Linked DNA regions of Gossypium arboreum: region 2 is linked to region 1. Evidence: chromatin contacts called from public Hi-C data. All regions are on one chromosome and are shown on one strand. The core of a region is the stretch at or near the end of the contact, and the rest is flanking DNA. Distances in the headings are between cores, read along the strand shown.

The links. A called contact is a pair of places that touch in the nucleus more often than the background predicts.
Region 2: a contact with region 1 is called in a Hi-C map of leaf, with 4 times the contacts expected there. The contact joins the promoter of LOC108466361 here to the enhancer-like site in region 1. A contact is called at or near these places in 3 of 5 Hi-C or Micro-C datasets (all in leaf).

Annotation. Positions count from the first base shown.
Region 1 is chr1:106,646,237-106,651,695 of ASM2569848v2, forward strand. It overlaps the pseudogene LOC108473310. Among protein-coding and RNA genes, the nearest start is that of LOC108471938, 9.3 kb to the right of the region's middle. Within about 2 kb of position 2,640, at least 2 of the 2 cell types and tissues checked have an H3K27ac peak or open chromatin away from gene starts, as enhancers often do. A contact at or near this core is called in leaf, where this site is marked.
Region 2 is chr1:107,315,857-107,321,972 of ASM2569848v2, forward strand. It overlaps LOC108466361 (G-type lectin S-receptor-like serine/threonine-protein kinase LECRK4), which reads right to left and starts at 3,049. Exons shown (of 1, transcript XM_017766688.2): 1 at 157-3,049. The coding sequence starts at 2,735. The coding sequence ends at 270.

The DNA.
Region 1 (5,459 bases), core at 1,390-3,889:
TTTCAGCTAATTAGAGGTAGGGATGTCTTGCTTTGGCATAATTGTACCCCATTCATGCAATAGAATTCTGTGTAAATAATTGCTCTGCTTTTGCATTCTCTTATCTGCTGTTTAAAGAGTATGGACCTGGACGTTGCAAGATTTTCTCATCAACTTGCATGTAATGAAGGAATTTTCTGAAATGCAACAGAAACGATATATAATTTTGTGACTGTTTCTCAAATTGCTTTTCCCATCTGATGTGAGATTTTTTTTGGCCTACAATGTGGGATTAATGCACCTCCCATTGTTTAGAAGGCTTGACTCAACCTTCTCTCTCACTCAATCTCGTGATGTCTTCCTCACAAGTTTCTCCATTATTGCTCCCAAGGATTTAGTGTGGGATCAATGATTGGTCTACGTTGCTTACCTTGGACAATCAAGGGGTGGCTCACTTGTCATAAACCCATTACACTTTTCTCGAAAGACATGATAGGATGTGCAATGTACTTGCTAATATGCCCAAAGGCTTTCCTATTTTCATTTGATGTGGGATCAATGCCCTTAATCTACTACTTTTTAAGCGATTCGTATGATATTCTCTTCTACCTAATCTTGTGACATCCTAATCATAGGCTTTTCGATTAATTTGTCAACTCTTGAAGCATTTAATGTGGAGTCACAATTGATCTACATTGCCTAGTCACCAATTAGGTTGCTTGGAGTGAAATTGAACAATAAGGGTTGGTTTTGATGTAGCTTATCATAGGGTCATTATTTTTCCCAAAAGGCATGCTCATTCAAAAGAATTTTGTTTTTTAATCTAATAAGTGATTAATGCATTCTGTCTAATTTTCTGCAGTGCTTAGTGGAATTCATGCTCAATACTTGCATTTGACTTATTCAATTGAGTATTGGGTATAATCTTTAAATTAAAATAAAAAACTAAAAAAGTTTATTTATTTATTTATTTGTTAAAATTAAAAGATTGAACTATCTTTTGTTTACTATGTTATTTGTTATTGTGATTTTAATTTTAATTTATTTATTGAATTGATGGTGAGTTAATTCATGATATCAATTCACTTTATTTTAATTTTTAGTCTTCACAAATAAAATTAGGGTTGGCAAGTACCCTATTTAATGTTTACAGTCTCTTCTATTCCCAATTTGTTCATGTTACATGGTAACCATTAAAAGATAGGATTCAGAGGAATATGAATTTCTCTCAGTCTGATCCTTTATTTCAGTTGGAATTGGAAACTAGAGAGGAATTGGAAAATGTTCTGTATCATGAAGAACTCCATTGGAAGCAAAAGGTGCGGTGTGATTGGCTTTCGTTGAGAGACCGTAATACTAAATTCTTCCATAAGGACACCTTAAAAAGGAGAAAGCAAAATCGGATTACGACTTTAAGAAATGCCGAGGGGGAGTGGATTTTTGATGAGGAGGATTTACAACAGGAGGCAACTCGTTTTTTAGAAAAGTTATATGGTGAAGATCCGGGGTCAATGAGAGGGCTTCCCACTAGTTCTTTTCCGAAGTTTGAAGACGGTGAAATTTAGATGTTAAGCAAACCAGTCTCAAACAAGGAAATAAATCCGCCATGTTTGATGAGTCCTCTGAAGGCGCTGGGAGTGATGGATTCCATGCACTATTTTTCAGTGTCAGTGGGAGCAAATTGGGGATTCGATTTGTACTTGGGTAAAAAATAGTTTTAACGGTGAAAAAATTGACCCAAAGCTGAATAATTCTATAGTCTTCATTCCTAAGGTTCCAAATCCAGAATGCTTTTCCCAATTTCAACCGATTAGCTTGTGCTCGGTTCTTTACAACTTGGTAATGAAAATCATTGTTAATTGTTTCAAGTTGGTGTTCCCAAGAATTATTGGCCAAGAAGAGACTGGGTTTATTGCGGGAAGGAATACTACGGAAAATAGTATTATTGCTCAGGAAGTATTTCATTCCATGAAAATTAAGAAGAAGACTAGAAAACTGTTGACCATCAAGATTGACTTGGAGAAAGCTTACGATCAAGTGTGTTGGGAGTTTATTGATGCATCACTCCAAACAGTAGGTATTTCGAATTACCTTTATAATGTGATTATGTCTGCTATCACTAACTCCGCTATACAGATTTTGTGGAATGGAAAGCCAACTCTGACTTTCAGGTCGTCTAGGGGGGTCTGTCAAGGGAGCCCACTTTCCCCTTACTTATTTGTACTGTGCATGGAATGACTTGGCCATAGTGTCCAGGCTAATATTAATTCTGGATGTTGGAGACCTATCCATTTATCTGGATCGGGCCCTTCTGTCTCACCTTTTTTTTTTTTTTTTTTTTGCAAATGATCTAATTCTGTTTGGTCAAGCTGAAGAAGATCAAGCTACACTCTTGAAGAAAGTGCTAAATAGTTTTTGTGATTATTCAGGGTACAGGATTAATGCGCACAAAACAAACGTTTTCTTTTTAGAAGGTTTGGGTGACGTGTTAGAAAGCAACTTGTGTTGTATTCTTGGTTTTCGAAAAGTGAATAATCTTGAAAGTTATCTGGGAGTTCCCTTTTTCCATGATAAAGTTACCAACAGTTCGTTACGCTTTGTGGTGGACAAGGTTTAGAGTAAGTTGTAGGGTTGGGACGCAAAATCTTTATCTATTTCTGGTAGGGCTACCTTAGCACAACCGGTTCTTATGGCGATTCTAAGCTATTTCATGCAGTCTATGCTGATTTTCAAGGGACTTTGTGAGGAACTTGAACGTATGGTGTGTCAGTTTGTTTGGGGATCTTCAACCAATAGTGGGAAAGTGGCTTTGGTTGGTTGGGAGGATGTCTGTCAACCTTGAGAGCATGATGGTCTTGGTTTTCAAAAGTTGTAGGATCACAACACTTTTTTCATGAAGTTAGGTTTTAGAATTATGACTGATTCCAGCGCTCTTTAGGTATAGGTTTTACGAGTAAAGTATGGAGTGGCGGTTGGAATACCAGAAAATCTATCTCGTAGTAGAAGCACTTTCATGTGGAGAGCACTTACTAAGGTTTGGCCTCTCATATGGGAAAACTTGATTTGGTCAGTAGGGGATGAGAGAAATATTAGGTGTTGGCGTGATCGCTAGATCCCCAATGTAGGACCCCTTGTTAATCTGATTCCCGAACAATCTAGTCTTGATTTGGATTATTGGCTTAGTGATATGGTTTTAGTGAATGGTACTTGGAACCTTGGCTTATTTCGGACTTGGGTACCTGAGACAATCATACGAAAAATTATGGGAATACCCCCACCACATCTAGAAGTAGGCGTTGACAGAATAATTTGGGGAGGTTCATCGACGGGTCCTTTTTCTGTTAAAAACGCCTATGGGAAAATTAAAGAAGGATCATGGAAATTGAAGAAAGATGCACGGAAGATCCCTTGAAAGTTTAAAGGTCCCCAAAGGGTAAGGTTTTCATTTGGCTAGTACTCAAATAGAGATTACTTGCTAATGTTGAAAGAGTTCGTCGGGGTTTGGGGCATCGTTCGGCTTGTGGAGTTTGTGGACATATCTCTCAAGATGTGCTACATGTCTTAAGAGACTGCCTGACAGTGAGAGATATTTGGAATCTCTTGATTCTCACTGATCGGCTTAACAAGTTTTACTCTAATAACATACAGGAATGGCTAATGTCCAATTTGCATAATCAGTATGATATTTGCTTTGGGGAGATTGGGGATGCATTTTCGGGATTATCATTTGGTGGATCTAAAAGAATTGTAACCTCTTTTATTTTTCAAGATGCATCATGGAGTAGTTTTGGCACTATCAGAGCCTCGTATAGTTGGGCCAAACGTGTTTTGAAGACCAATCATAGTCATTTGAATACATACAGGGAGGAAGATGACCTTGTGCTTTAATTTGCCAGGAGGTTGGATATTTTTAAATATAGATGGATCTATTAGGCTTGAGGATGATTCTGCAACAACATGAGGGGTTGTGAGAAATTGAAATGGGGTTATAATAGGTTTCTAGGAAGCTGTTCAGTATTTGAGGCCGAATTGTGGGGCATATTGGATGGTTTAAATACCCTAATTGATTGTGGTTTGGATAATGTGATAATTCAGACGATAATCTTGAAGTGATGATGGCCCTTCGGGAGAGTTTTGCAAGAAGTTCAATACGGCTCTGATTAGGAGGATTCTTCAACTACTATCTCAGATTTCTCACTGGAATATTTATTATATACCCAGAGCAAAGAATCAAGAAGCTGATAAACTTGCCAAAATGGCTCACTTGGGAAGCTAAGATTTGTGAATGTTTGTAAGACTATGGCTCACTCGGGAAGCTAAAATTTGTGAATGTTTGTAAGACTCTCGTTTGGGGAGTTAGGCTAGTTGCCATAGTTTATTTCTTGTATTTTTCTATTTTTCACCAAAATAAAAAAAGATACAATCCAACAGTCTGGAGTTCAAAACCCAATATCTACCTTGTTTTGTTTTTTCTTGAGGGATCTACATTATTTTCTAGTCCAGGTATTCCTAGTTAATTCATGTCATGTGATCATCATTAATGATGACATTTAGAGTTACATGCTCTCTTTATCTAGTAAAAATATTACAGTTGATGCTTTTTTAAGTCAAGCTTTTTTACTTTAATTATTTTAAATATAATTAGTTAAATTTTTGCAAAAAATTAAAATTATATTGTAATATATTTTTATTTTATCCAAATAAATTTTAAACAAGAAGAGGTGAAAATTGACAATTTTTTATCATTGAAAGTCAAAATGTGACAAATTTAACGGGATAAAAGTAGTATTAGATGCATTCATGGCTAGACAAATTCGAGGCTTGGTTTTAAAAAAAATTCAAGATCGAGCTCGATTTGCCTAAGCTTGCACAATGACTTGTTTCATTGTTAAAAAAAAAAAAAAAGTAAATTGTCTAAGTTGGTCACTCAAGTTTTAGAACGCTTTTATTTTGGTTACCCAAAATTAAATTTTTGCTATTTCGTCTTTCAACTTTTAGGATGTTTTCATTTTAGTTAATCAACCGTTAAATCTCTAATGTCAGTTAATTGTACACGCCACATCATGTTTACACTTTCATCTTAGTCACCCAACTTCTAAGCTGCTTTTATTTTGACAACCCCAAATTGATATATTTTTTAAAATATTGATTGGTGTAAAAAAAAACATAAGGACTAAAGTGAAAATCGGTAGAAATTTAAAATAATGCTTTAAAATTTGTCAAATTGTATTTGTTTACCCCATACCAAAAGTTCTATTTTTTTCAATAGTGAAATTTTAAATTTCAAAACATCAAAATCAATTAAATAAGTTATTGAAAAATTTTATCCCCATATCAATCAATTTGTTACTATAATATTAAAATTAATTAATCTCCTTTTAAATTTAAAATTTTATTTAATGTTTCCAAATTAAAATCAACTCAAACAAATCATCTTTAATAATTGTACATGAAATACAAATTTCTTTTGATAATCTTGA
Region 2 (6,116 bases), core at 1,799-4,298, 670 kb after region 1:
AAAAAAATAATTAAATTTTGCGAAGATCTATCTTGGAACTATTTGAATTATAGAAAATAAAATTGAAACAATCAAAATAACCTCAGTTACATGCTTCAACCCCGTCTACCATATATGTAATGTAACCAGTAAATCAGTGGAAGGAATTGCATCAAATTTTCTGGTTTTTGAAACTCAATTTATTGAAAAATGAAAGCTATTAAATTTGTACATTCCAGCTTTTACGGGACCAAACTTGAAAAAGAAACACGATAATAGGCTACATCATTTTAATATTTCATAGACATAGAATGGAGTGTGAAAGGACATGGTGGAGATGGAACCTGGACTGCACCTTCAAGCATCATCGACACTGTCCTCATGGATGGCCTTAAAACTGGCTCATATTGCACACACCAAATTGCCACTTTCAATAGCATCTCCAATCTCCCAACATCGTTTCTGGCCTCTTCATCATTTTCAACAAGCTTTTCCATCATCCCTTCATTGTAGCAATCGAATGCCCATTCTGTTAATATTGCTTCTTCATCCATCTCCACTTCAACACATTTTCTGCAACATATGATCTCCAACAGCATCACTCCGAAACTGTAAACGTCTACCTTGACTGTGACCGGGGAGTTTCTGAACCATTCCGGTGCCACGTACCCTTTCGTCCCTCGTACGCCAGTCAGCGTTTGAGTTTTGCTGTTGATCAACAGCTTTGCTAATCCGAAATCAGATATCTTGGCCGTTAAACAATCATCCAAGAGTATGTTTTGTGGTTTAATGTCACAATGGATGATCTGTGTGCTGCATTCTTCATGCAAGTATGCGAGGCCTTTTGCAATTCCTGATGCAATTTGTAACCTTTTTTGCCAACTAGGCCGTAACACTCCGAAAAGGAAGTTCGACAATGAACCATTTCCCATAAACTCATAGACCAAAAGCCTATGTTGTTCTTCATCACAGTATCCAAGTAGTCTCACCAGATTCTTGTGGTGAGTATGGCCAATCACCTTCACTTCTGTTTTGAATTCCCTTTCACCTTCTTGTACAACCTTTTCTAATTTCTTGACGGCGACATAGTTTACGTAGCTTGGTGACAGTTCTCCTTTATAAACCGTGCCGAAAGCCCCCCTTCCTAGCTCTTCTTTGAATCCGTTTGTGGCTTGTTCAAGCTCTTTGTATGTGAATGAACGCAGATTAGTCTCTAAATCTCCTCTGCTATGACTATGAACACCATCCAAGTGTTGTAGCCGTCTTCGGTATAAGCAAAAGAATATCAAGGCAATTGCAGCTAAAAAGGAGAAGTTGAAGATTGCTGAGGTACCTAGGAGAACTGAAAGGATCAAAATAGCAGCATTCTGATTTTCATCACTTGGTTTAGGGGTGTCAGGGCTTCTCCTAGAGGCATTTGACTTTGGTACCTTAAATAGCGCTGTTCTGTCAATATCTACTCTGTTAAACCGCCCATTTGAGAGTGGTAATTTCTTTTTCCAACAAGTTCCAGTTCCATCTGGACTTAAAGATGGATCCTGTAAAATGGCAACTGCACAAGTACAGTCAAGAAGGCAAGATTGCCTACATTCGAACTCAGTTGCTGGCTGCAATATGCCATAGTCACTGAAAGGGAAATCTGCAAATAATATTGACCTGAATTCAAACCGATCTTCCTCTACGGTGGATCCGTCTGGGTTGCAATCTTCAGCGGAGCTTGTATAATCTTGTTTGCAGCCAATGTGTGTATTCTTTTCATCCAAAAATGAAAATCCAGGGGGACATGTGCAATTAGGCCTCCCATTGACAGGCTCACAAATGCTGTTATATCCGCATGGTCCAGTTCCAAGTCTAGCTGTACTGTCGACAAAGCTCGAGCATATATCGTCCGGCTTAAACCACAAGACAGACCAGCTTCTACCACCAGCACTGGGGTTCCTTGGATAAGAATAGAGAGTAAAAACTCCATCAAAACCAAGTGTTGCCCTGTAGTAGTATGATTCTGGTTTCGGAACAGTGTTTATTGGTGCAAGGTTGATTATACTTCCACTTGAATTCCGAAATTGAATACGCCCCGTGCCGTTGAAGATCAACCGAGAACCGTCCCCGAAACTATAATAATTATTGTAAGGTTTTTTGGTGAACATATCAATTTGGTTAAGTATGAAAGATCCTTGGTTGAAACGAAGTTGATATTTCCCCTTACTGTAGTTTGCTTCAGCCAGAGCTGATGAAAGACTCTGATTAACATCCAATTCTTGTGAGGGTAACATGGTATCCGTTGGATATTTGAAGCTTTCCCATATGTTGCCTGAGTTTTGACTCGATATCACAAAGTTCCCTGTATCAAGCATGGCTGCATGAGATACTTGAGAATCATTATTGAGGCTTTGGGACCTCCACAACTCTTTGTTTCCAGGGTCTTTAAGCACAAGATGGCCAGTCCCTGTAAGCTCGACCTTTGAATTTCGAGCTGCTACTGCTGGAGTCTCCCTATTATTAGCATACCAGACGATGGTTCTCTCTGGTATGCTAGCATACCAAATTGCAAGAAGGAAGAGATGTTCTTGGCCCGGAATGGCATAAAAACCCAAGGCAAAATCACCGGAGGGGGATCGCCATGCCGTGTTTGTACCATCGGCAGATAGAAAACCACCTACGCTTACATTGCTTTGAGCTTCAACTGTTGCAAAAATCCAGGAGATGGTTATAAAGATGAGGAGCAAGAGTTGAGTAGGAGAAAGTGCTGAGATCATTGGATGTTTCTCAAAGTGAGTTTCAAGAATGATTCTTAAAAATGAAGATTATGGAATCATACACAGAGAGAGAGAGAGAGAGAGAGAGAGAGAGAGTTTCTGAGGCAGTTGGCAGTTTAAAAGATGTGGTACTGTATGATCATAGATTTGAAGGTAACAACCTGCTGGAATGTGGACAAAATTGACGAAGCTATCCCATATCAATTGGAAAAGTCAGAGCATGATGGAATCTCAAGAATCGTCAGGACCAGACAAAAAGAAAGGAAATTTGGTTCTTATTTTTCTATAACAAAGAGGGGAAATGATAATAACGAGTGGTTAATGTGCTGTATTTTTAATTTAATTATATAATGTTTGTAAGCTATTTTTCTCAGTTTAAATATATAAAAATTAATTATAAAATTCAAATAATTGTGAATTTTGAATGGAAAATCAAATCAAATTAAATTTGTGTGAGGTTGATGTTAAGTCACCATAGGAAACTTCCAACAATGGTGCGACTGGGGGAAGTTTTGGTTGGCACGGCACTTTAATTATATCCACATAAGATTTGAGGTAAAGTTCAACATTTTTTAATCTTAATCAATGACACTGGACTTTGAACGACCAAACCAAAAAAACAAAAGTCCGGTAATCTATGCAACGTTGCGTACAAGGTATAACAAAGATACTAGTCCGTCACTTTCCAGAAGGCCTTGAAGCGTGGCGATGACCTTGGTGGAATATACTCAACCTTGCATTGCACCATCATTCTGTCCAAAAGAAACGGTCATCTACTCACCCTGCATTCTCCTCCTTTCTCAAAACCACCTATCTGCAACGCTTCATGAATCTAACTCTTGCGCACATAAATTTATTTACCCTAATACTCCATTACCAATAAATCTTAAAATTTCCTATCTATTAATATATTTACTCTAATAATACTATCCATCTTTTTTATTTAGAATTCATAGTTTTAATAAAATTATAATTAATCCTATTAAAACTAAAATTTTAGTTTTCATTAAGCGTGAGGAAGAAATGAGCACTCTCACAGCGCCTTCCGTAACCCATGGAATCATGATTGTCAAGTGATTTATGTAAGGGCTAGCTACTATGTTGTCTAAAATTTCATGAGGAAAGATTGCTTGTCTTCATTATTTGAACAAGACAAACTCTCAAGTAGAAACATAAATATATTAATTTCAATTGAAAACACATTGAAATTCTACTATGGATGAATTAATCTTAAATAAATTTAAAGATTATTTCACTTGTGATATTCATTTCATGCTTACCTTAATCTTGACTAAGTAAATGGCTAAATGTGTTTTTACTTAAATGTTTTGATGTATTTGTGACACCAAATCTATACATTAAGTATATGACTCACATGATGTAGTGTTGCTTATAGAAACTAGAGTCATAGCTCACATAAGAATTAAAGGTATCGCCTTAAAGACAGTATATAGTTTATGAAAATAGAATAGCGTCATAAGTTATTTGTATAAGACAAATGATGGAGTCATTTCTTGGTATAAGTGACAATCATTTTCATTATTGAAGATACAATGAAACTTTGAGATAAAAATATTAAAGTGAACAAATATAACTTTATAGGAGCATGGATATTTTATAATGGTCATACACATATAACAATATTATTAGATTTAAAGTTCAATCATAATACTTTTAGTGATTTGATTTAATGTTTAATAAGGATGTAATTAATAGATAAATAGTCATATACATATAACCTTACAAAATTATGGATATTTTATAACGGTCATACACATATAACATAATTATATGCTATTGTAGCTCATATTATATATATATATATATATCCAATTCACCTCGCTATATAACTTTGAATGATATGCATGTTAAATTTTAAACTACTTCACGAATAGAAAACATTTAGGATTAAAAGATAGACCACAAGAACACCTAGAGTAATTGCGCTTCTTGGTATAACTAAGAAATAAACAAGGTTAATTTAATTGGAATGAGTAAATTAAATAATTGAGTAGAAAATGAAATGAAATTATAAGATATTTGTTAATCTTTTAATTTTGTGGAATTTAAAACTCCATTTACATTGTATTAAATATTATTTATTTATTTTTATCATCTTAATTCTTATTTATAGTAGTTTTTTTAGTTTAGACTAGTTTTATTTATCTTATATATGTAGAGACTCATTTTTATCCGCCTAAACAAACCAAATCAAAAACCAAAAAAATAAAAAATAAAAAAATAGATAAACGAAAATTAATAAAAGTCCATTAGAAAAAGAGAGGTCCATTTACAAAATACAAACCCAAATCTAAACCACACAAATCCAATTTACTAACCTAAACCATCTAACCCAAGATTCATAAAGCCCAACAACCCAAAGCCCAATAGTCCAAAACCTAAAATTAATCAGAAAAACTAAAACCCTAAAGTAATTAGTGCTGTTGCCTCTGCCACGTCTGCAGGCACGCCTTCAGCTGTTACCCATACCCATCCTTATCACCACCACCTGCAAAAAACAAAGAATAGAGACAGAGAAACAGAAGAAGAATAGAAACAAAGATAAAGAAAAAACAAAAAAACAAAACGAAAAATATGTTGTAATATTCGGCTATAAAGCCAAAGCCACCATGTAACACAAGAAAAAAAAGAAGAGATCAATAGAATATCAAACAAAAAAAAAACCAAGTTAAAAAAAAGGCAATTCTTTTATTTAATCTTTTATTTTATTTCTCAAAAACATAAATGTCGAAACCATTTTTAGAGAAAAACGAGGATCGACTTTTAAAATAAAATGTGGAGTCGCCACCAATCCTTTTGTTTAGGTGTGATTGGATCACCTAATAAAGCACTTTATTTCATTTAAATCCATTTTGGCATACGAAAAATTAAAAAAAAAGGGATTCGGGAGTCGGTTACGTATGAGGAAGGATTAGCACCCTCACTACACCAAAAATTGGTACCAAATTGATTAAGTACTGTCCTTATAACTAAAACTTTTAAAAATATTTTGAAATATGGTTCCTTTTAAAACATTTTGAATAGCACAAGTTGGTCGTCAAAATTCGTTTATTTCAAAGGAATACAGCATCACATCCAGGACGATTGAACACGACATTGTATACCTTCGAAATCTCGATTAATTTTCGACTTCCAAAAAATGATGCGTTGAAAATTACAAAAGATGCTCAATTATTTAGTCCAACGAAAAACTGAAACTCAGTACGGTAGGGCACAATTCCTCGAATTCCCAAACATCAGTCATTGCCTTTGTTTTGTGAGATTTTCAAATAAACAATTATAAAAAACTGAATAAAAAATATACTTATTTGCTTTGTTTGAGGATAAAAGACAATCGATATTGAGCAACTATGGGAATTA